6 separate regions of the Mus musculus genome follow, and regions 2, 3, 4, 5 and 6 are each linked to region 1. A link is a contact called in public promoter capture Hi-C data. All regions are on one chromosome and are shown on one strand. Each heading gives the region's core, a stretch centred on a gene start, on an enhancer-like site or on the middle of the called end of the contact. The rest is flanking DNA. Distances are from core to core; before and after follow the strand shown. Region 1 holds the start of Rbms2 (RNA binding motif, single stranded interacting protein 2). Region 2 holds the start of Lrp1 (low density lipoprotein receptor-related protein 1). Region 3 holds the start of Pym1 (PYM homolog 1, exon junction complex associated factor). Region 4 overlaps Lrp1 (low density lipoprotein receptor-related protein 1). Region 5 holds the start of Stat6 (signal transducer and activator of transcription 6). Region 6 holds the start of Cdk2 (cyclin-dependent kinase 2).

The links. Promoter capture Hi-C pulls out the DNA fragments that hold promoters and counts their contacts. Capture Hi-C pulls out chosen DNA fragments and counts their contacts.
Region 2: a promoter capture Hi-C map of adipose tissue shows a contact between it and region 1. The contact joins the promoter of Lrp1 here to the promoter of Rbms2 in region 1. A contact is called at or near these places in 5 of 39 promoter capture datasets (cranial neural crest, frontonasal cranial neural crest, hippocampal neurons and 2 more), 1 of 484 Hi-C or Micro-C datasets (embryonic stem cells), 5 of 115 datasets of contacts at active chromatin or transcription factors (astrocytes, bone marrow-derived macrophages, embryonic stem cells and 2 more) and 1 of 9 other capture datasets (adipose tissue).
Region 3: a promoter capture Hi-C map of pre-B cells shows a contact between it and region 1, with 4 times the contacts expected there. The contact joins the promoter of Pym1 here to the promoter of Rbms2 in region 1. A contact is called at or near these places in 1 of 39 promoter capture datasets (pre-B cells) and 1 of 115 datasets of contacts at active chromatin or transcription factors (bone marrow-derived macrophages).
Region 4: a promoter capture Hi-C map of liver shows a contact between it and region 1, with 3 times the contacts expected there. The contact joins the enhancer-like site here to the promoter of Rbms2 in region 1. A contact is called at or near these places in 5 of 39 promoter capture datasets (the C10 cell line, hippocampal neurons, liver and 1 more), 1 of 15 datasets of contacts at CTCF or cohesin (large pre-B cells) and 1 of 9 other capture datasets (macrophages).
Region 5: a promoter capture Hi-C map of liver shows a contact between it and region 1, with 12 times the contacts expected there. The contact joins the promoter of Stat6 here to the promoter of Rbms2 in region 1. A contact is called at or near these places in 9 of 39 promoter capture datasets (the 3T3-L1 cell line, the C10 cell line, the SN4741 cell line and 5 more), 3 of 484 Hi-C or Micro-C datasets (CD4 T cells and the G1E-ER4 cell line), 10 of 115 datasets of contacts at active chromatin or transcription factors (the SCID.adh cell line, T-cell acute lymphoblastic leukemia, bone marrow-derived dendritic cells and 7 more) and 2 of 9 other capture datasets (liver and pancreatic islet).
Region 6: a promoter capture Hi-C map of pre-B cells shows a contact between it and region 1, with 4 times the contacts expected there. The contact joins the promoter of Cdk2 here to the promoter of Rbms2 in region 1. A contact is called at or near these places in 2 of 39 promoter capture datasets (fetal liver and pre-B cells), 2 of 115 datasets of contacts at active chromatin or transcription factors (memory CD8 T cells and pancreatic cancer cells) and 1 of 9 other capture datasets (adipose tissue).

What each region holds. Positions count from the first base shown.
Region 1 is chr10:128,175,254-128,178,098 of GRCm38.p6, reverse strand. Rbms2 (RNA binding motif, single stranded interacting protein 2) reads left to right here and starts at 1,531. Exons shown (of 13, transcript NM_019711.2): 1 at 1,531-1,749. The coding sequence starts at 1,684.
Region 2 is chr10:127,619,613-127,622,863 of GRCm38.p6, reverse strand. It overlaps Lrp1 (low density lipoprotein receptor-related protein 1), which reads left to right and starts at 1,716. Exons shown (of 89, transcript NM_008512.2): 1 at 1,716-2,246. The coding sequence starts at 2,177.
Region 3 is chr10:128,746,888-128,749,801 of GRCm38.p6, reverse strand. It overlaps Pym1 (PYM homolog 1, exon junction complex associated factor), which reads right to left and starts at 1,347. Exons shown (of 3, transcript NM_001170869.2): 1 at 1,236-1,347. The coding sequence starts at 1,269.
Region 4 is chr10:127,575,029-127,578,222 of GRCm38.p6, reverse strand. Lrp1 (low density lipoprotein receptor-related protein 1) reads left to right here. Exons shown (of 89, transcript NM_008512.2): 22 at 35-235; 23 at 1,168-1,413; 24 at 1,586-1,783; 25 at 2,735-2,939; 26 at 3,105-3,194. Among named protein-coding and RNA genes, the nearest start is that of Gm16217, 20 kb to the left of the region's middle. Within about 2 kb of position 1,717, at least 44 of the 459 cell types and tissues checked have an H3K27ac peak or open chromatin away from gene starts, as enhancers often do. A contact at or near this core is called in liver, where this site is marked.
Region 5 is chr10:127,641,049-127,644,327 of GRCm38.p6, reverse strand. It overlaps Stat6 (signal transducer and activator of transcription 6), which reads right to left and starts at 1,342. Exons shown (of 22, transcript NM_009284.2): 1 at 1,079-1,342.
Region 6 is chr10:128,703,572-128,706,764 of GRCm38.p6, reverse strand. It overlaps Cdk2 (cyclin-dependent kinase 2), which reads left to right and starts at 1,714. Exons shown (of 8, transcript NM_183417.3): 1 at 1,714-2,053; 2 at 2,762-2,839; 3 at 2,938-3,058. The coding sequence starts at 1,938. Pmel (premelanosome protein) reads right to left here and starts at 507. Exons shown (of 11, transcript NM_021882.4): 1 at 407-507. The coding sequence starts at 479.

The DNA.
Region 1 (2,845 bases), core at 282-2,781:
TAATTTTAAGATACTTTTTTTTTAAAGATTTATTTATTTATTTATTTATTTATTTATTATATGTAAGTACACTGTAGCTGTCTTCAGACACTCCAGAAGAGGGCGTCAGATTTCATTACGGATGGTTGTGAGCCACCATGTGGTTGCTGGGATTTGAACTCGGGACCTTCGGAAAAGCAGTTGGCACTCTTAACCACTGAGCCATCTCGCCAGCTCCAAGATACTTTTTTTTTAATGTTAAAAAAATTAGCTTGGCAGTGGGGGTGCACACCTTTGATCCCAGCATTTGGGAGGCAGGGGTAGGCAGATATCCAGGCCAGCCTGGTCTACAGAGTGAGTTCCAGAACATTCAGGGCTACACAGAGAAACCCTGTCTCAAAAAATAAAAAATAAAACATTGTGTGTGTATGTGTGTCTCTGTGTGTGTTTTGTGTACTTATGTATGTGTATATACGTATGCATGTGTATATGATGGGGGGGGGGAGTGGGAGAGGGAGAGAGAGCACACATGTGTGAGCATGCTGGTATCCATGGAAGCTAGTGGCCATAGAGGTGACTGTGAGTCACCTCATGTGGATGCTGGGAATCAGCTGTGCTCTCCTGGAGTAGCAGCCATGCTCTTAACCCCTGAGCCAGCTCTCCAGACTCCAAAATCTTTCTTACTGCATCAAGATCACCCTAATATAAGCTGGGCCTGGGCGTGGTGGTGCACACCTTTAATCCCAGTACTCGGGAGGCAGAGGCAGGTGGATTTCTGAGTTCGAGGCCAGCCTGGTCTACAAAGTGAGTTCCAGGACTGCCAGGGCTACACAGAGAAACCCTGTCTCAAAAACCAAAAAAAAAAAAAAAAAAAATCACCCTAATATAAACTAGTCTGAGCTCTGAGCTCTCACACACGGTATTGCCATATAGTCTTCTTTCCATGCTCTGGGAGGCAGTCAAGATGGTCCTTTTACACTAAGCTTGATGTCTTTAAATATATATATATATATATATATATACTATTTCATTTATTTCTTTTTGTATGTGCATATGTGGGCATGCCACATTGGGTGCTGGGGTCGGGGGAGAAAAATTTTTGGTAGCTGGTTCTCTCCTTCTACCATGTAGATCTGGGAACTGAGCATAGGCCTGGCAACTTACTAAGACATTTTTCAGGCCAAGTTTGAAATCTTGTAGCTGAGATCTCAGGGAAAGAAAGCTTCAAATCAAAACAAAACAACAACAAAAACCATTGTCTTTTATTAATAATAGGTTAATTGTCTTTTCATAATAATCAGAACTTGTTCATGGAGAAACAGGGTTACATTTGAAAAGGATTAGACCTAAGAATTCTTCTTTCTAGCTTGAACTAAGCCTATGAAAACCAAAACCAAAACAGAACATCCCGGGCATTAGGACCCAGTGGAAGTGGCTCGTTCTGACTTTGGGTTAACTTCTCTCAGTGACGTAAGGAGCAGACCTAGCTCATTCTTCCCCGCAGGCCCCCCCCCCACTCCCTCTCTCTCTCTTGCGTGCTCCTTTTCTCCTCTTTCTCCTCCCCCTCCCTTCTCCCTTCCCTCCCTCTTTCCCTCCCTTCCTCTCTCCCTCTCCTTTCCCCCTCCCCTCCTCCCTCCCTCTTTCTCCCTCCCTTTCCTTCACTCTCTTCTTTCTCTCTCTCAGCTCCGTAACAGTAAAGAAAAAATGCTGCTATCAGTGACTTCCAGGCCTGGGATTTCGACTTTTGGCTATAACAAGAACAACAAGAAGGTAGGAAAAAAGTGCTTTTGGGGAATCAGCTACTTCCTTTCCTAGGGATCCAGGAGCGCCCTTGGTTTTAGAATTCTCCTTTAAGAGGGGAACGAGATTCCTCTGTCCCCCTTCAGCGCCTCTCCTTCCACCGCGTCTTTCCTGCCTTTTTGCACCTGGTTCTGGAGTTAAAGGAATTTAGAGCAGAAGTTTGTGAGGCTGGAGGAGGCAGCGGAATAAAAACAACCAACTTTGCAAGTTTGTATCTTCTGAAACGAAGTTAGTCTGCCTGTCTGCTGCTGCGCCCATGGTCCCGGGGATAGTCTGACAACTCAGACCTTGTCCCTAGGCTCACACCCGGCAAGATTATTTTATCATTTTGGTTAATTGCATCCACCCTTACCCCCACCTCACTTCGCTTTTTACTCAACCCACCAGATAGCAGAAAAATTACAGGTAGTTTGAGAGGTCTCAAGGCTCATCAAGAATTAAGTGTGTGCTTCTAGACGAGAGACCCTACCCCACCCCACCCATCCTGGCAGAGGAATTTGGGGAGATAACATGCTTTGGGATTAAGGCAGAAAGCTCTGTGATTCTTTGGGTCATGCCTTTTGAGAGGATACTTGGAACCCTGCAGATAGCCAGGCTTAGCAAGGATCCCTGGAGTCTTTATGATTAACCCCTGGCTGCCTGAGGAGTTAAGGTATGTTTGAGTGAATGAACAGCCTGGAGAGAGATAGACAGGCTTGCCCACATTTGCCAGAGAGTATCCTTGGCAGTTTCTTGGCATTTTGTGGTATGCAATGCTGGAGGAGGAGCTTTGAGCCATAGCAGGAAGACTTTTTGGTCTCTTTTGAGCATTACAGCTGTTCTTTAAGAAAACACGTGGTGCAGAGATCTATGCTTGTTTGATGGAATGTTGGAGGTGGGGAGAGATTCATATCCTCGTGGACCTGAAAAGACCATTTCAGAGACTCGAATACTAGTATCTCATCAGGGCAGTACTCTGGTGGGTAGTTTATGTGGTTTTCATTCTGTTTATGTGCTTAAGAAAGAAAGCTCTACAGCCAGGTGATGGTGCAAGCCTTTAAATCTAGTACCCAGGAAGCAGAGGCAG
Region 2 (3,251 bases), core at 467-2,966, 560 kb after region 1:
AGAAGCCTGTGAGCATCCACTAAAAATATTTAGTGACTCCATGCCTGGGCCTGGCACTGTATTAGGCCATGGAAGCTGGATAAAAGAATAACAGACCACCCCTGCTGAGAGAAACCCTGTGCTAGAAAAAAAAAAAAAAAAAAAAAAAGGAGGAGGAGGAGGAACAGGAGGAGGAGGAACAGGAGGAGGAGGAAGAAGAGGAAGAAGAAGAGGAGGAGGAGAAGGAAGAGGAGGAGGAGGAAACCTTCAGTATATTTCAAAAGGAAGAAAGACATCAGGCCTCTACTTGAGCACAGGCTGGAAACTGGACGGAGGAAAGATGGATCCTGAGAGTCCAGCCTGGGAGACTATACAGTTAGCCTGTCCGTGAGCCGCATAAGCTCTCATTGAAGAAAGGCTCTCAGTCATTAATGGACAAGTCTATTTTCTGCCAGTGACAGGCTGGAGTGTGTGTGGGGGTCACTCCTGTGGAGTTAGTGTACTGGTCCCTGGTCTTTAAAGTTCATCTCTAGCCAGGGATGTCGCCTGCTGAGCTTTCCAGAACTTTCACTTCAGGTCACAGAGAAAGTCAGACACTAAGGGTTACAGTCTTCAAACGTCGCCCACAAGAGGGCAGTGGCCGGAAGCACGTTCGCCGGCCCTAGGAACCGCCCGATGCTTTCTGGACTCCAGAGTACCGTTCCCAAACCGACTGAGACTGGGGACAAAGGTCCGGCACTCAGCACACAGCCCCCTAGGACTGGTGTCTGGTAGCGGAGCTCTGGAGTCCTTCATTCCAACTCCCTGTAGTTTGGCATCTGAAACCCTGACTTGGTGGGAGGCCAGTCAGAAGGTATCAAAAACAAAACAAACAAACAAAAAAAAAATCGAGCCTGACCTCTCAGGGCGAAAGGGGATGGCTCTACCCCAACCCCACCCTCTGGTGAGTCACCTCTCTCCAAACCAGAGCCTGCCTCTCCTGCGCCCCGTGCCAGGCGAGCAGGGCTGGGCGGGTACTAAGGTGGGCTCCATCCCTGAGCCCAAGGCGGGCCGACAAGCTGCAGCGTGTCCCCGCGGGTGTCCCTGTTTACTCTGAGCCCTGGAGCGAGGTGGGGGCGGGTCCATGTGGCCACTCCTTCACTCCGCCTCCTGAGGACGCAGGCCCCAATCCCAGACCGGTTCTTACAAAGTCTCCAAATCAAAGCTCAGCCTTTCCCGCACCTTCCCGGCGGACCGGCCACCCCTGCCCCCACCCTAGGCTAGGGAGGCACTGTCTGGGTTTCCCCAAGGAAATCAGGCCTCCGCCTAGACAGCGGCTCGGGACCCCACTGAGGGGATCTGAAATCCTGGGGTGTGACATAGAGTTTTAAAGAGGCACTAGAGCGCAGCTCTCCTTGCCCCTTACCCCATTCCCACCCTTGGCTCTACCGGCTCTAGGGAGCGCTGGGATGAGGTAGACGCAGTTAGAGGACAGGGTGCCCGGGGACTCCCACTCTCGGACCGCTTCCCAGAACTCCAAAGCTTGTAGCGCCTCCGACTCCCCCTCCCCAGGGCAGCGCGCCAAATCAGCGCATGCGCACTGTCAGGATTGCCGCGTAGCTCTTTCTCCCCCCCCCCCCACCTCTTTTTTTCTTTCCCCGCCCCTTCCCTCCTTCCCTCCTCTCCCTGTCCCCTCCCTCTCCCCTCTGAACACCCCCCTCCCTCCTCCCCCCCACCCCCCCCCCCCGCGGCACTTCAGTCAGGGGAGCAGCGGTGCGAGCTCCAGGCCAGTGCACTGAGGAGGCGGAAACGGGGGAGCCCCTAGTGCTCCATCAGGCCCCTACCAAGGCACCCCCATCGGGTCCACGCCCCCCACCCCCCACCCCGCCTCCTCCCAATTGTGCATTTTTGCAGCCAGAGGCGGCTCCGAGATGGGGCTGTGAGCTTCGCCCTGGGAGGGGGAGAGGAGCGAGGAGTAAAGCAGGGGTGAAGGGTTCGAATTTGGGGGCAGGGGGCGCACCCGCGTCAGCAGGCCCTTCCCAGGGGGCTCGGAACTGTACCATTTCACCTATGCCCCTGGTTCGCTTTGCTTAAGGAAAGGATAAGAATAGAAGAGTCGGGGAGAGGAAGATAAAGGGGGACCCCCCAATTGGGGGGGGCGAGGACAAGAAGTAACAGGACCAGAGGGTGGGGGCTGCTGTTTGCATCGGCCCACACCATGCTGACCCCGCCGTTGCTGCTGCTGCTGCCGCTGCTTTCAGCTCTGGTCTCCGGGGCCACTATGGATGGTGAGTGAGATTCCGGCGGCCCCCATGGACCCCTGGGGGCTCCCCCTCCCCAACCCCCACTCCTGCGTCTGGATGGGGAAGGGAGACGCGGGAGGGGGTGCCTTTTGTTATCCCAGTCCAGCTGACACAGCAGAGGCCTGACTGGGGGCGGGGATGGGGTCTGATTTGGGGGATGGGAGCCTGGGACAAATGATGCTTCCAGGGCCCCCCAGCTCAGACAAAGACCAGAGGCCTGGGTAGGAAAAGAGGGCTCCCCCTTTTTCTGATCTTGGGATTAAGAGGCCTTCTCTTCCTATCTCTGGTACGGGAGGGCCTCTGCCTCCCCTACATCCTCCACCCTCCCGCCCCCCCACCCCCATCTGAATTGTGAAGGAATCCGGATTTGCTGTGTACCGCTGCAAAAGGGGGCGGAGGGCCTTTTGCAGTGGACTCTGAAGGCTGGAAGGCAAAGCCGGCTAGGGGTGCCCTGCTGGCCAAAGGGCAGGCAGGCCGAGAAAGCTGTGGGTGGGGATAGGCAGGGCCCCCTGTTTGGGTGTGGAATGAGCCCTGCATCCCAGGCATGGAGGCCCGGGTCCAGAATCCTGGGCTGCCTGCCTGGGTTCCGAAGTGAGCAGCTCCCCGCTGAGGGCCTCAGTCAGGAGCCCGGTTGAGGGATGGAGGGGTCTGGTGACGCTTATGGCTGGCTTTCCCTTCTTAATTCCTGGGAGCTTTAAGATGAGAGGAAAAACGTCAGATGTCATCATTCTGGAAGAGACTGGAGAATGGTCTGGAACGCTGGGGAGGGGTTCAGAGGAAGCTCTGTCTCCCCGATTTCAGGCTTGATCACAGTTTGGGTTGGAAGGAGAGTTGGAGGTTGGGATGGGGGTTATGACCATGCCCCCAATCCTGCTCATTTAGTAAATGTGTAAAGCCCAGCCCTGTCTCACTTCATACATACACTTTGTATATTAGTTAGGTTTGGGCTGCTGTGTTGTTTTGGGGGAATTGCATGCCCCTCGTCCCTAT
Region 3 (2,914 bases), core at 98-2,597, 570 kb before region 1:
TAAAAAGAATAAGAAGGTACACATTAAAAGCTGCAAACTGCCTGTCATGGTATTAGACGCCTTTAATCCCACAACTTGGGAAGCAGAGGTAAGTGGATCTCTATGAGTTCAAGGCCAGCCTGGTCTACACAGTGAGCTCTAGGCCAGCCAGGGCCACATAGTGAGATCACATCTGGGGATTGGAGTGTTAAAGATGAAAGTTGCTTTTTAAAGGTTGGGCACAGTGGCTCATGCTTTTAATTTTAATAAGGAACATTTAAAGCAAACCAAGAAGCATAAATGGCACATTTTAAAACACACCGTGCATTACCGCACAATCACAGGATCACTTCTACAAAACCCTAGTCACATATGAAGACCAAGATGAAGGCTACAAAAACAGTCACCGGGTACTTGCACTACGTCTTCCAAATATCTATTTGATCATCTCGAAGTCAATATTGCACATTATCCTAAAGACAAGGCAACTACAAACAAGACAAAAACATAAAACCGATTCTCAGCTTCACACACAAACAGCTGACTTCCAACATTTCAGACAGCTCGACTGAAGTGCTACTCAACCTTTAAGAAATCATGGGGTTCTATCAATTATCAAAGACGTTGAGAGAAAGGCCAGTAGATACTTTCCTGTTTGTTTTCTCCCACTTTAAATGGAAAACTCCACCAAGGAGAAAAGTCAAGTTGAAAGTTAAATTCCTCTTCCCTTCACACGTCTGGATTTCAGTGACACCCACCCCCACCCCCACCCAATGAAGATGGGGCAAAGAGTGAAGAAGAAAGCACTATGTAGCAATGAGATCATCAGCAGACACAGCCCGGAGAGAAAGAATGAAAACAGGGAAGGGTAGAGAGCAGGTACAACAGTAAGAAATGGGGGAGGGAGAAAGGGGGTTGGAATTGGAGGGAACTGAGCACAGGAGCCCATAATGCTGGAGAACCTTGCAAAGGTACGGGACTCCAACAGCTAGAAAGAGCTGAAGCGCCTAAGGGTCCCGGAGCAGGGGACATTGGAGGACCCCAGGGTTTGGGAGACCGGAAGCAGAGACCCCCCCCAAAAAACACGAGACCAGAAGGGGGCGCAGGTAACAACCCAAAAGGAATGAATGGGGAAGGCGGTACGGGGGCGTGGCAAAGGAGGAGCCCCGGGATGGGCGTGGCACAAACCCTTTTCCAAGTCCGAACCCCTAACCCAAGAATCCCGGGAGAGGCGGCTCCGCGATCCCCGCACTCACCGCCGGTCTCGTCAGTTACATAGGGAGTCGCCATCTTGAGAACCCGAACCACTTCCGGCGTGAGCGGGCTGGGGTCCCGCCCCCCTCCCCGCCGGAAGTGGAGTCCTCATCCTAGCAAGCCACCATTTTAATCTTAAAGAGAGACTGCACCATTTCTCTGACGCGGGAGGCGGAAAAGGCGAGTGTAAGACGCTCACAGTCATGGGCTCTTAGACTACCACCGACGCCACTGTTGACCTCCTGATGTATATAAAACAATCCCTAGGGCTCGGAGAGAAGTTTGGGCATAAGCCTTATCCCAGACAGTCCTCGCAGGCTCAAGGCCCACCGGGACCCAGCAGGAAAGCTGGTAAAAGAGGAAAGGAATATGCAAGGCCCCTCGCCTGCACCAAACCCTAGGGCGCGTGTTGGCATGGGCAAAGAAGCCCCAGGGATACACGAAAACCCGGGCTAACACTTAAAAGTGGGCAGGTCTACTCGGCACGCCGACCACTCTCGGCCGCCCAGGTTAACTGATCAGAGACCTACGAAGGGGTGCGCAAAGATCGGCGCACTGCGAGTCGGTCACCTGTCCCCGTGGCCTCGGGGGTGCTGGCGGTTTCCATGACTGAACTGGGGCGGGCAGCCCTGGGGATTCAGCGGCCGGCGAGGTAACTTCTTGGCCTGCTGCTCAGTACTGGATCCTCTCGGGTCAGAGGGCACGGGGTGAAGGCTTTTGGGGCGGACCCAGTCAGTATTCTAATTAGCCGCGCCCCACACTTCGGATTAGCTTTGGCTACCGCGAGCAGTTCCACCCTTAAATCTACCGGGACAGTGAGGCCACTCCCTTTGTTAGGTTGTGCCTTGTTCTTGGAAGGAGCGCCAAAGCCCGGTCCGGTCCCTCCCCTCCTCCATCAGCAATTTAGTTCCTCTGGGGCTAAATCCTGTTAAACTTGTTTCCTCTTCTGTCAGGAAGGTGCTGGCTCAAGCTCCTCTCCTCAGGTGTCTGCCCTCCTCCTACAAAGCTTTTTCCTTAACTCTTTCACCCTCTTCTATTGCCCAACTTTGGCTTACACTAACGTCCAACAGTGCCTCTCAAATTGAGAAGTGGGGAAATATTAGTACTTCAGTAGTAGACAATATGTTCTACTTTAAAACAAAACAACCGAGCAGTGGTGGCGCACGCCTTTAATCCCAGTGGAGGCAGAGGGAGGAGGATTTCTGAGTTCGAGGCCAGTCTGGTCTACAGAGTGAGTTCCAGGACAGCCAGGACTACACAGAGAAACCCTGTCTCGAAAAACCAAAAAAAAAAAAAAAAAAAAAAACCAAAAGGAAAAAAAAAAAAAAAAAAAAGAAACAAAACAGGCTAATAAGAACCTCAACTAAGTTTTCAAAAGCTCACACATTGTCCTCCTTGCAATTCTCCCAGCTTTAACCTCTCTCCTTTCAATTCAAGTCTCAAAATGACTTTAATGCTATTTGCATGCACTACATGTTTTTACACGTGTATACTTCTTTCTTTTCTTTTCTTTTTTTTTTTTTTTTCGAAACAGGGTTTCTCTGTATAGCCCTGGCTGTCCTGGAACTCACTTTGTAGACCAGACTGGCCTCGAACTCAGAAATCTGCCTGTCTCTGCCTCCCAAGTACTGGGATTAAAGGTGTACACCACCACGGCCCGGCTACATGTATACTTCTAATC
Region 4 (3,194 bases), core at 468-2,967, 600 kb after region 1:
GGTTCCTCATTCTGTCCCCATCCTGGTCCCTCAGCCCGGTGCATCAGCAAGGCGTGGGTGTGTGATGGCGACAGCGACTGTGAAGATAACTCCGACGAGGAGAACTGTGAGGCCCTGGCCTGCAGGCCACCCTCCCATCCCTGCGCCAACAACACCTCTGTCTGCCTGCCTCCTGACAAGCTGTGCGACGGCAAGGATGACTGTGGAGACGGCTCGGATGAGGGCGAGCTCTGTGGTGAGGCGCCCATGCAGGGCCTGGGGTTGCCCAGCAGTGGGGAGAGGGGAGGTCTTGTCCAGGGTAGGACTATAGGAAATGATCTGGGGCAGAGGAGGCACTGACCTAGGACTTGCCTTGGCCCTGCCTGAGGTGACAACTCCTGTAACAATTACTTTACAAAGTGGCCCAGGTAGACAGCCACTGTCTGCCACCAACTGAGGAAGAAGAAGCACAGAGCCCTTAAATAAACTAATCCAGGGCCATCCCACTCTGAAGGCAGGGCAGGGAGGGAGCCGTTAAGACTCCTGACCTGGGTCAGACACCCTCAGTCAGACCACTGAAAAGGGAGGCCAGGCTGGGGGTGAGGCACAGGGTTGAGGCATGATTTGAGCTGACTTCTGGAGGAGGGAATTTAACTGGGTTCCCGGAAATGGGCAACGTGTGCAGAATGAGTGAGGAGGGTCGAGGAGATCTGAGCAAACCACACCGTCCCAGAACAAACAAGTCATCTGACTTCTGGGAAAGAGGAGTGAAGGGTACAGCCATCTGAGGCTGGCCCAGAAATTGCCACCGTGGGGCGTGTTGGGAAGGTCAGGGCATTCCCCTCTGCACCCTGCCCTGTGTCACACGTGAATCGGGAGGGATCAAAGAAAGGGCCTTGACCTGAGTATCCTCCCAAAGAGGAGGCAAAATGCCCAGGTCCCAGCCATCGACGTGAGGGCATCGAGAGCACACAGGGGTAAGGAAAAAGGATGATGGTCCTGGGTGTCAGGTTCTAGTGTCCCAATCCTGATCCTAAGAGAGACTGGGAAGGAGACAGAGGCTCAGCAGGGCTGAGCTGTGGTTAGGGCTCCGGGGCTCAGAACAGGATAAAAAAAAATGTGAAGGCCTGGCAGGGCCATGTCCTGCTTCCTCCCAGATCTTGACCCTATCTCTTTCCTGTCCCCCAGACCAGTGTTCTCTGAATAATGGTGGCTGTAGTCACAACTGCTCAGTGGCCCCTGGTGAAGGCATCGTGTGCTCTTGCCCTCTGGGCATGGAGCTGGGCTCTGACAACCACACCTGCCAGATCCAGAGCTACTGTGCCAAGCACCTCAAATGCAGCCAGAAGTGTGACCAGAACAAGTTCAGTGTGAAGTGCTCCTGCTACGAGGGCTGGGTCTTGGAGCCTGACGGGGAAAGCTGCCGCAGTCTGGGTAAGACGCAGTGGGGTCAAGGTGAGCCAGCCAAGCAGGCCTGGTCACGCGCCTGAGCTACAGTGGGCTGAAGGCCAGGGCTAGCAGGGACGCTGTATGTATATCCCAGGACAGGGTGGCACAGTGAGTGGCTCTAAGCCCTTCGCTGACCTGAACACTTGCCTCCCTCCAGATCCCTTCAAACCGTTCATCATCTTCTCCAACCGCCACGAGATCAGGCGCATTGACCTTCACAAGGGGGACTACAGCGTCCTAGTGCCTGGCCTGCGCAACACTATTGCCCTGGACTTCCACCTCAGCCAGAGTGCCCTCTACTGGACCGACGTGGTAGAGGACAAGATCTACCGTGGGAAACTCCTGGACAACGGAGGTGACTCTTTGGGCCTGGGAGAGTTGCCAGGATTGTACACAGATGGCACTTGGGTACTCAGGGTCACGGGCCCAGATTCAGGTGGCCCCGGAGCTGAGGCTTCGGCTGCCCATCCCCCGTGTGCCCCCCCTCCCCCAGTTAATTGGGTTGGATTTTGCTGTGGGTCTCAGAGCCTGATGCCCCGTAATTATCGTAAGCATTGCTGCTGCCTGATAATTAACAAAATGATCACCCTTTCTTTGGAACGGCCTGAAGCCTGGTTCCCCAGTCTTGGAATTTTGGGCTTAGAAGGAAAATGCCATGTAGGGATGGACCACCTCTGTCTCGGGGTAGCCTGAGCTACACAGGCTCAGTATTAAGCATCTATTGCGCTGGATACAGCAGTGATCAAGACAGATAGTTTTAAGTTGTGTGTCAGGGAGGGTCCCTGAGCAGAGGCAAGCAAGAGACATGTTTTAATAGAGGAGTTTGTGTTGTTTATTATAAAAGAAACTTGGAAACATCTCAAATGTCCGTCCTCAGGAGAATAGTTACGTAAACTGAGCTGTCGTCACATGACAGTTTCTAAAATAATAAGACACACGGACACATTAGTGTAGAGTGTCTTCAGGACATTCAATGGGTAGTTTCTAGCACGTTCCATCATCCTTATAGTATGTCCAAACATGTTCCCAGAAGCTTCCATCAGCCCTGACCTCCTTGCCCAGGTTACCCCACCTCAGAACAGTACATACTCAAAGTGGCTGACCTCACCCCCTCCTCCAAGAGCCCCCTTTCCCACCTACCTCCCAGGAGGAAAGAGGCCTGGGAGAGGAGAGTGGGAGCCAGGCCCTTCAGCTCTCTGGGCAGAGGTGTCAGGGTGAAGGTGGATCATTGAGGGACCCTGAGATCCATGCCTTCGCCAAGCCCCGGCCCAGGAGTCTCTAACCACCTGCAACCTTCTCTTCCTAGCCCTGACCAGCTTTGAGGTGGTGATTCAGTATGGCTTGGCCACACCAGAGGGCCTGGCTGTAGATTGGATTGCAGGCAACATCTACTGGGTGGAGAGCAACCTGGACCAGATCGAAGTGGCCAAGCTGGACGGAACCCTCCGAACCACTCTGCTGGCGGGTGACATTGAGCACCCGAGGGCCATCGCTCTGGACCCTCGGGATGGGTAAGGACTCTGCCCCACCCCCACCCCCTACCCACCCCCGCTCCGTAGCTCTGTGTTCAGCCTGGCCAGGGACACCTGTCTTCTTGGTACTGTTGACTCCCCCAGCTTATCTGTTGTGTGACCACCCCATCTTTGGCCCTCCTCCCTTCCTCCCTCCCTCCCTAGGATTCTGTTTTGGACAGACTGGGATGCCAGCCTGCCACGAATCGAGGCTGCGTCCATGAGTGGGGCTGGCCGCCGAACCATCCACCGGGA
Region 5 (3,279 bases), core at 93-2,592, 530 kb after region 1:
TCCCTTTTCCTCCCAGTCTCTGGAATGTTCGGATTCCAGACCTTTGGCCCTATCCTTACCCTACTGGGGACTGGGACCGCCAAGCCAGGAACAGCTCCAATTTCCTCTAAATCTCCCTGTAGAGTGACTCAAGTCTCATCCTTCCCCCACCCCAGACGCCATTAAGCCATATTTTTCTCCTGAGCTGCCGGTAACGTTGCAGGGTCTATAGGTCGGGCTAGGACAAGGACCGTCCTTTCTTGAGATCAGTCCCCTAGGGTGGGAAGGCGGAGCTACACTTCAAGAGGCGGGGCGAGCTTTCCCTTCCAGGCTCCCCCTCCCCGCCGTAGGGGAAGCCCGACAACCTAGAAGCTTCTTCGTAAGCTTGGTGGCCTAAATCTATCCCCTCCACTCCCGCATTCCGAGTCCGCTGGCCGTGTGACCCCAATATCAAAAGTCAAGGGCTTCCCTGAGTTGTCCAATGTGCGTGTATATATGACGGTGGCGGCGCTGGTGGGGGTGGGAAAGGGTGGGAGGAGGTGGAGCCAGGTCAGCATGAGGAGGGTTAACCCCCAGCCGGCTGCCCTCCACGGGGAAATCTCAGGGTTTACTGCGGCCAAAAAAGTGAGGGGGAAAGTCCCCCTCCTCTGGGGCACCATGAGATCTACATCTGGGTCTCTCTCACCCTCCAGCCACACCCTGAGTAGGAACCTTTAGCGGGCAGCAGCTAGGGGTTGGACAGGCTCGGGGACCCTGGAGCATCAACTTCTAGGGAAAGGCAGCCATGTCCCCCAACCCAGAGAACCTTTCTTCTCCTCTGCCCAGCGACTGTCCCAAGACCCAGGAGGCGCAGGGCTGAGGATTGGGGAAAGTGACGCGACACGTTGGGGACCGGAATGTGGAGGCCTGTACCCACCCGAGTCCTTCGAAAGTTGGAAACTGCCAAAACCCAGTGCCGTCAGCTAACCCCAGATGAAACTATTTTCAGGGGACCAACTGCCCCGCCCAGGGGGGAGGATCCGAGAGGCCCCGAAAATCCATCCCTCGTGGTTCGTCAAAGCCCCCCCATAACCTTCCCTACTCGCAGACGTCCCCTCACCTCAGCAGCCCCGCTGCTATCTTCTCCCTCTCTCAGAGGGCACTACCAAGCCCCATGGGTCTGTAGGTCTGTCCAGCGGGTCCTGGGCTGGCCCTAAAAACTCAATGTGTACAGACACACACACACATATGCACACAGGCACGCGCGCACACGCTCGAGCGCGCGCACACACACACAAACACACACACAGGCACGCACGCACTCGTCTCCGGGCCTTCTTCACTGTAAACCCTGGCTGCCCCGGCCTGCTGTTTCCGGCTTCTCTGTCTGCCCAGGTCCCTCCCTGGCGCTCTGACGACACAGAGAAGAGAAAGTGGGCTGGAGGAGGAAGAGGAAGAAAGTGGGGTGAACCTGTATGTACCCGGTGGGGAAGCACGTAGTGGGGAGGGCAAAGCTGGAGCTCCATTGAACCACACTGGAGGGAGGCTGACCTTTACTCTAATCCCCTTAGCACTGATCCATTCCCCACTCCTCGGAAAAGTCACCTAATATCTGGCAGAGGCATGCCACCCCGAACTGCCTAGCTACCACACAAACTTTCTCCGGGCCAGAGATTGGGACCTCGGGGAACTGTGCTATGGGACATCTGGGTTGTGTGCGTCCTCCAGTGGAGGACCCTGAAAAACAGCTGGGAGCCCGAGGCCCCTGCACAATTAGGCTCACCTCCTTCCAAGGCAGGAACGCCTTAGAAGTCCCGTGATACTGTAGGGAGGAAGTGGGGGAGGGGAACCCTTAGCTCAGAATTCTGGAAGTCTCCGGGAGTCCCTTGGAGGAAAAGGAATTCATTCGGGGATACCACGTCCCAAACCCTAGTGATAGCCACTGAGGGCTGCCAGGGTGCCAAGTTTGAATGTGAATATGCTGTGCAACCTTGGCAAAGTTCCTATCTGTTTCTGAGGTAAACACTGAGACACACCCCAAAACAAATATGTGCAATTTCCCTGGCCACAAGAAAACACACACACACACACACACACGCATACACACACACATACACACACGCACACGCGCGTGTCTGAGCTTTACACATGTAGCAGCAGGCTCTCACACATGACAGCCCTCAGAGCCTCTTAGAGTCACACACACACACACACACACACACACACGCCCCTTGTTCAGCCTCTGAATCACCATCATAACCAGAGGACTGTCCTGTAGTTTTTGTTGGGGAGGATAACAAAAGGCCAAACCTGAAAGTCGAGTGTATGGAGGGATAGTCTGAGGGTGGCTGTGTCAAGTTGGAATTTTGGCTTTCCATTGCCTTTCAGGGCTGGGCTGAAAGAGCAAAAGCCAGGCTTCTGGCGCCCCCTGGTGCCTGAGCTGATTCCTCCACTGCACATCCGTGGGCACTGTACACAGTGCAAACTTAGATCCACCCAGGTGCCAGAGCAAACTGTACATGTACATATAATATAATCATGGACTCTGAGCAAGACCTATTTGTGTTCAAGTCCTGCCAAAGATGCTAACTGCAGAATTGGCTGGTTCATTATCTGTAGGACGGAGCACGCAGAGTGGCTTAAGCTGTGGGGTTGTGAGAATAGAATATACTGATACATAAAGGCTCAGAGGAACTCTGGTCACCTAGTAAACAGCAAGCAGGAGGTACTTTTGTTGTTGTTGTTGTTGCTCAGCTACTTGGTTGGACTGTGGTTGTTGATGCTGTTGTTGAGACAAAGGGTCATGTAGCCCAGGATGGCCTTGAAATTGCCTAGTAACCAAGGACAAACTTTAACTTCACCTCCCAAGTACCAGGCTTAGAAATATGCAACAAACAGCAAGAGGGCTTGTGATGCTAAGAACTGAACCCAGGGCTTTTTGCATGTCAGGCAAGGATGCTACCAAATGAGTCACATCCCAACCCAACAATTAATATTTGATGGGTTGGGTTTTTTGTTCTTGTTTATTTATTTATTACATATGAGTACACTGTCACTGTCTTCAGACACTCGAGAAGAGAGAGTCAGATCTCATTACGGATGGTTGTGAGCCACCATGTGGTTGTTGGGATTTAAACTCAGGACCTTCGGAAGAGCAGTCAGTGCTCTTAACCATCTGAGCCATCTCTCCAGCCCCCTTGATGGATTGTTCTTAATGTCTATAGATATACTGTCTACATGAATGTATACCATGTGCATGCCTGGTGCTCTCAGAGGCTAGAGGAGAGCATCACATACCCTGGAATTAGAATTACAGATGAT
Region 6 (3,193 bases), core at 465-2,964, 530 kb before region 1:
CCATGGACATGTCACCATGTCACCTCCTTGGAGCCCCTATTTCGCTGAGTGCTCCAAGCAGCCTCAGAATTAGTGCCATGCCTTCTGCCCCCTGCATCAGATAGGGATACCTCTATGCTTGATCCTAAGGTTCACATCTAAAGCTGGGCACAACGGTTTAAGTATGTACTTAGGAGGTAGATGAGGAGTTTGAGTTCATCCGTGGGTACACAGTGAATCTGAGGCTAGCCTGGGCTACACTGGACCTTGTCTTGAACAAATAAAAAAACCAAACAAAACCATATCTTCACTAAAATCAAATAGGACAAGCCTAAAGTATTTTGACTTGTCTGATTAGAAGGGGGAAACCCAGAGCTGGTGTTCAATTGCTAATAGCACTTGCTCCTGACCACCCACCCACACTCACCTTCTAGGGCCCCCACAGCCAGCAGAGCACTCAGCACAAGCACGGGAAGGAAGCTCCTTCTCTGGACACCCATAGTGGTCCTCTTGCCAGCAGCCAAAGGTACCAGGGGGTGGGAGCGAGCCCCTATATAGAAAGGGATGGTCATTTGCATAGGCCTTCCTCCTCTCCCTCCAGAGGAGGGGAAACCTGGGAAGAAGGAAAGGGCCAGAACTGATTTCATCCCACACAGCTCAATGACAGTTTCTGGTTTCGCTGGGTCACATTCACTGACACACTTATTCTGGAAAGAGTTCACTGATGGGCAGCCTCAATTCACATACTTAACAGTCACAATTCAGCAAGACAGAGTGAAGAGAATTGTGTCAAACCAAGAGATCCTTAAGACAGAAACAGCACCTTTATCCAAAAGCATCCAGAAGGGGCTGGGAGGGTAGATTGCCAGCAATAAAACAACACAGGCAGCCAATGAACCCCGAAACAGTGAGACAGTATTAAGCTAGGCTGAGAAACGACTCTATTATCTAGCCAAAGAATCCTTTACAATAAGAGTCCCGATTTTCCAGCCTGGACTAGAGTTCCAGGACAGCCAAGATTACACAGAGAAACCTTGTCTCAGAAAAATAAAAAGAAAGCGGAGGGAGGCGAGAAGGAGGGAGTGTGTGTGGGAGAGAGAGAGAGAGAGAGACCGGATTTTGTGCCCCACATGGAGACCGAGACAAACGGATCTCTGTGAGTTCGAAGACAACCTGGACTTTTGAACGCATTCCAGCCAACAAGGGCTGCATTATGAGATGTTTCCAAAAAGCAGGCGAGAGTGCTGGAGAAACAGCACCGCTGTTAAGAGCGCAAGCCGCTCTTGCAGAAGACCAGAGTTCAGCTCCAGCACCCAAGTTAGGCTCACGACCGCCTAGAACCTCAGCTCCAGGGCACCTGCTGCTTCTGTGAAAACTTAAATGCAGACACACAGACCCACACACCATTTAAAATAAAATACATTATTCTTTTTCTTTTAAAGATTCCCAGGTTTTGCTTTTTAAAAGAGACTCTCTTGTCCAGGTGGAATTTTAATCTCACCCAAGGGGTGGTGAAAATTGTGAGGGAAAGGTAAGGAAATCCGTAGACCAGAAACACCACCAGTTCCGGCCTGCGGAGCCTAAACCAGGAACTGCGGGAAAGTTGTGCAGCTGCCCCGCGGCTCGCCCGCCCAGGGCGGGGCCTCTGAGGCGGGAGCGCGATGGTCCGGTCCGCCCTCGTGACGTGAACCAATCGGAAGGGCGGGGGGCGGGGCCAGGGAAACGCGGGAAGGAGGGGCGGGGTCTCGGATGGCCGTCTGGAGCAGTGGGGGAGGCGGCAACATTGTTTCAAGTTGGACAAATTGTCAAGGGCTGAGCTCTCCTTGCGTTCCATCCCGAGCTGGGACTGCCGTGCTCACCCGGGGTCCCCCAGGTCCTCCGCTCCGAGTGTCGGGCCCGCTTTCGTCAGGGTTCCCGGGCCCCGCTCCCGGGGGCCTGAGCCGCCTCACTAGCGCTCCATGGAGAACTTCCAAAAGGTGGAGAAGATTGGAGAGGGCACGTACGGAGTGGTGTACAAAGCCAAAAACAAGTTGACGGGAGAAGTTGTGGCGCTTAAGAAGATCCGGCTCGACACGTGAGTGGCCTCCGGAGCCGGAACTCCTTTGCCCGGACCTCTTGGCTGTCCCCCTCCCAACCCCCTACCCCAACAGGCGGGTAGCGTCCCCGGACCGGAAGGTAGCGGGGAGGGAGGGAGGGACGCGTGAAGCGAGCGGTGGGTTGGCCGACCGTGGAGGCTCTACCGGAGGAGACTGTCCGGGGCTGGAATCCAGGGGAAAGTTTCTTGCAGTGCTCCAGCCGGTGTGCTCCCAAATCTGCTAGCCGAGAGACTTGGGAAGAGAAAGTTGTGGGGTGGGAGCCCGGGATAGGAGGGGTCCAGGGCTGTTCGTGGAGTTGGGTTATGTGGTAACCAGAGAAAAGTTCCTTTCTGAATGGAGAGCTCTCCTCACTGCTCCAGCACCATACTTAGAACCCTCACTCTCTTTCAAAAGAATGGCAGTTGAGATTCACTGGCCCTCAGGGGAGGCCGGGAGCTACTCTCACCCCACTCCCCTATTACCTTTCTTCTGCTTTTCATTCACCTGGAGGCTCTTCTTACCTTTCACTGGAAAAAGAGGAAATAATGGCCTTAAATATGTCTAAAAGCCACACCCTAACTACCCAGAAATTAACTCCTCACAGCACCTCTCCTGTCTGCCTTCCTAAGGGGGCTGGGGGTTGTGTATCCCTGAGAGAATGATGTTTGTAACCGTATTCTTGTCTCTGTTTTCCCAACCTCTCCAAGTGAGACTGAAGGTGTACCCAGTACTGCCATCCGAGAGATCTCTCTCCTTAAGGAACTTAATCACCCTAATATCGTCAAGTAAGTCTGCTCTGAGAGATGATCACTATGACGAATTCTGCTTGCTTAGCCTCAGAATTTCTCTCCTTCAACTCCATTTCCTGGACCTTCTCTTGCAGGCTGCTGGATGTCATCCACACAGAAAATAAGCTTTATCTGGTTTTTGAATTTCTGCACCAGGACCTCAAGAAATTCATGGATGCCTCTGCTCTCACGGGCATTCCTCTTCCCCTCATCAAGGTAACCCTGTTCAGTGACAGCCCACAAATTTTAGGGAAAACTAGAGGCAGGTAATTCAGTCTGGTAATTTATTTTGGCTTTTTCTCAGACTTCAGACACTCCACCTTCTCCTACTCATTAGTCATTAACCCTAGG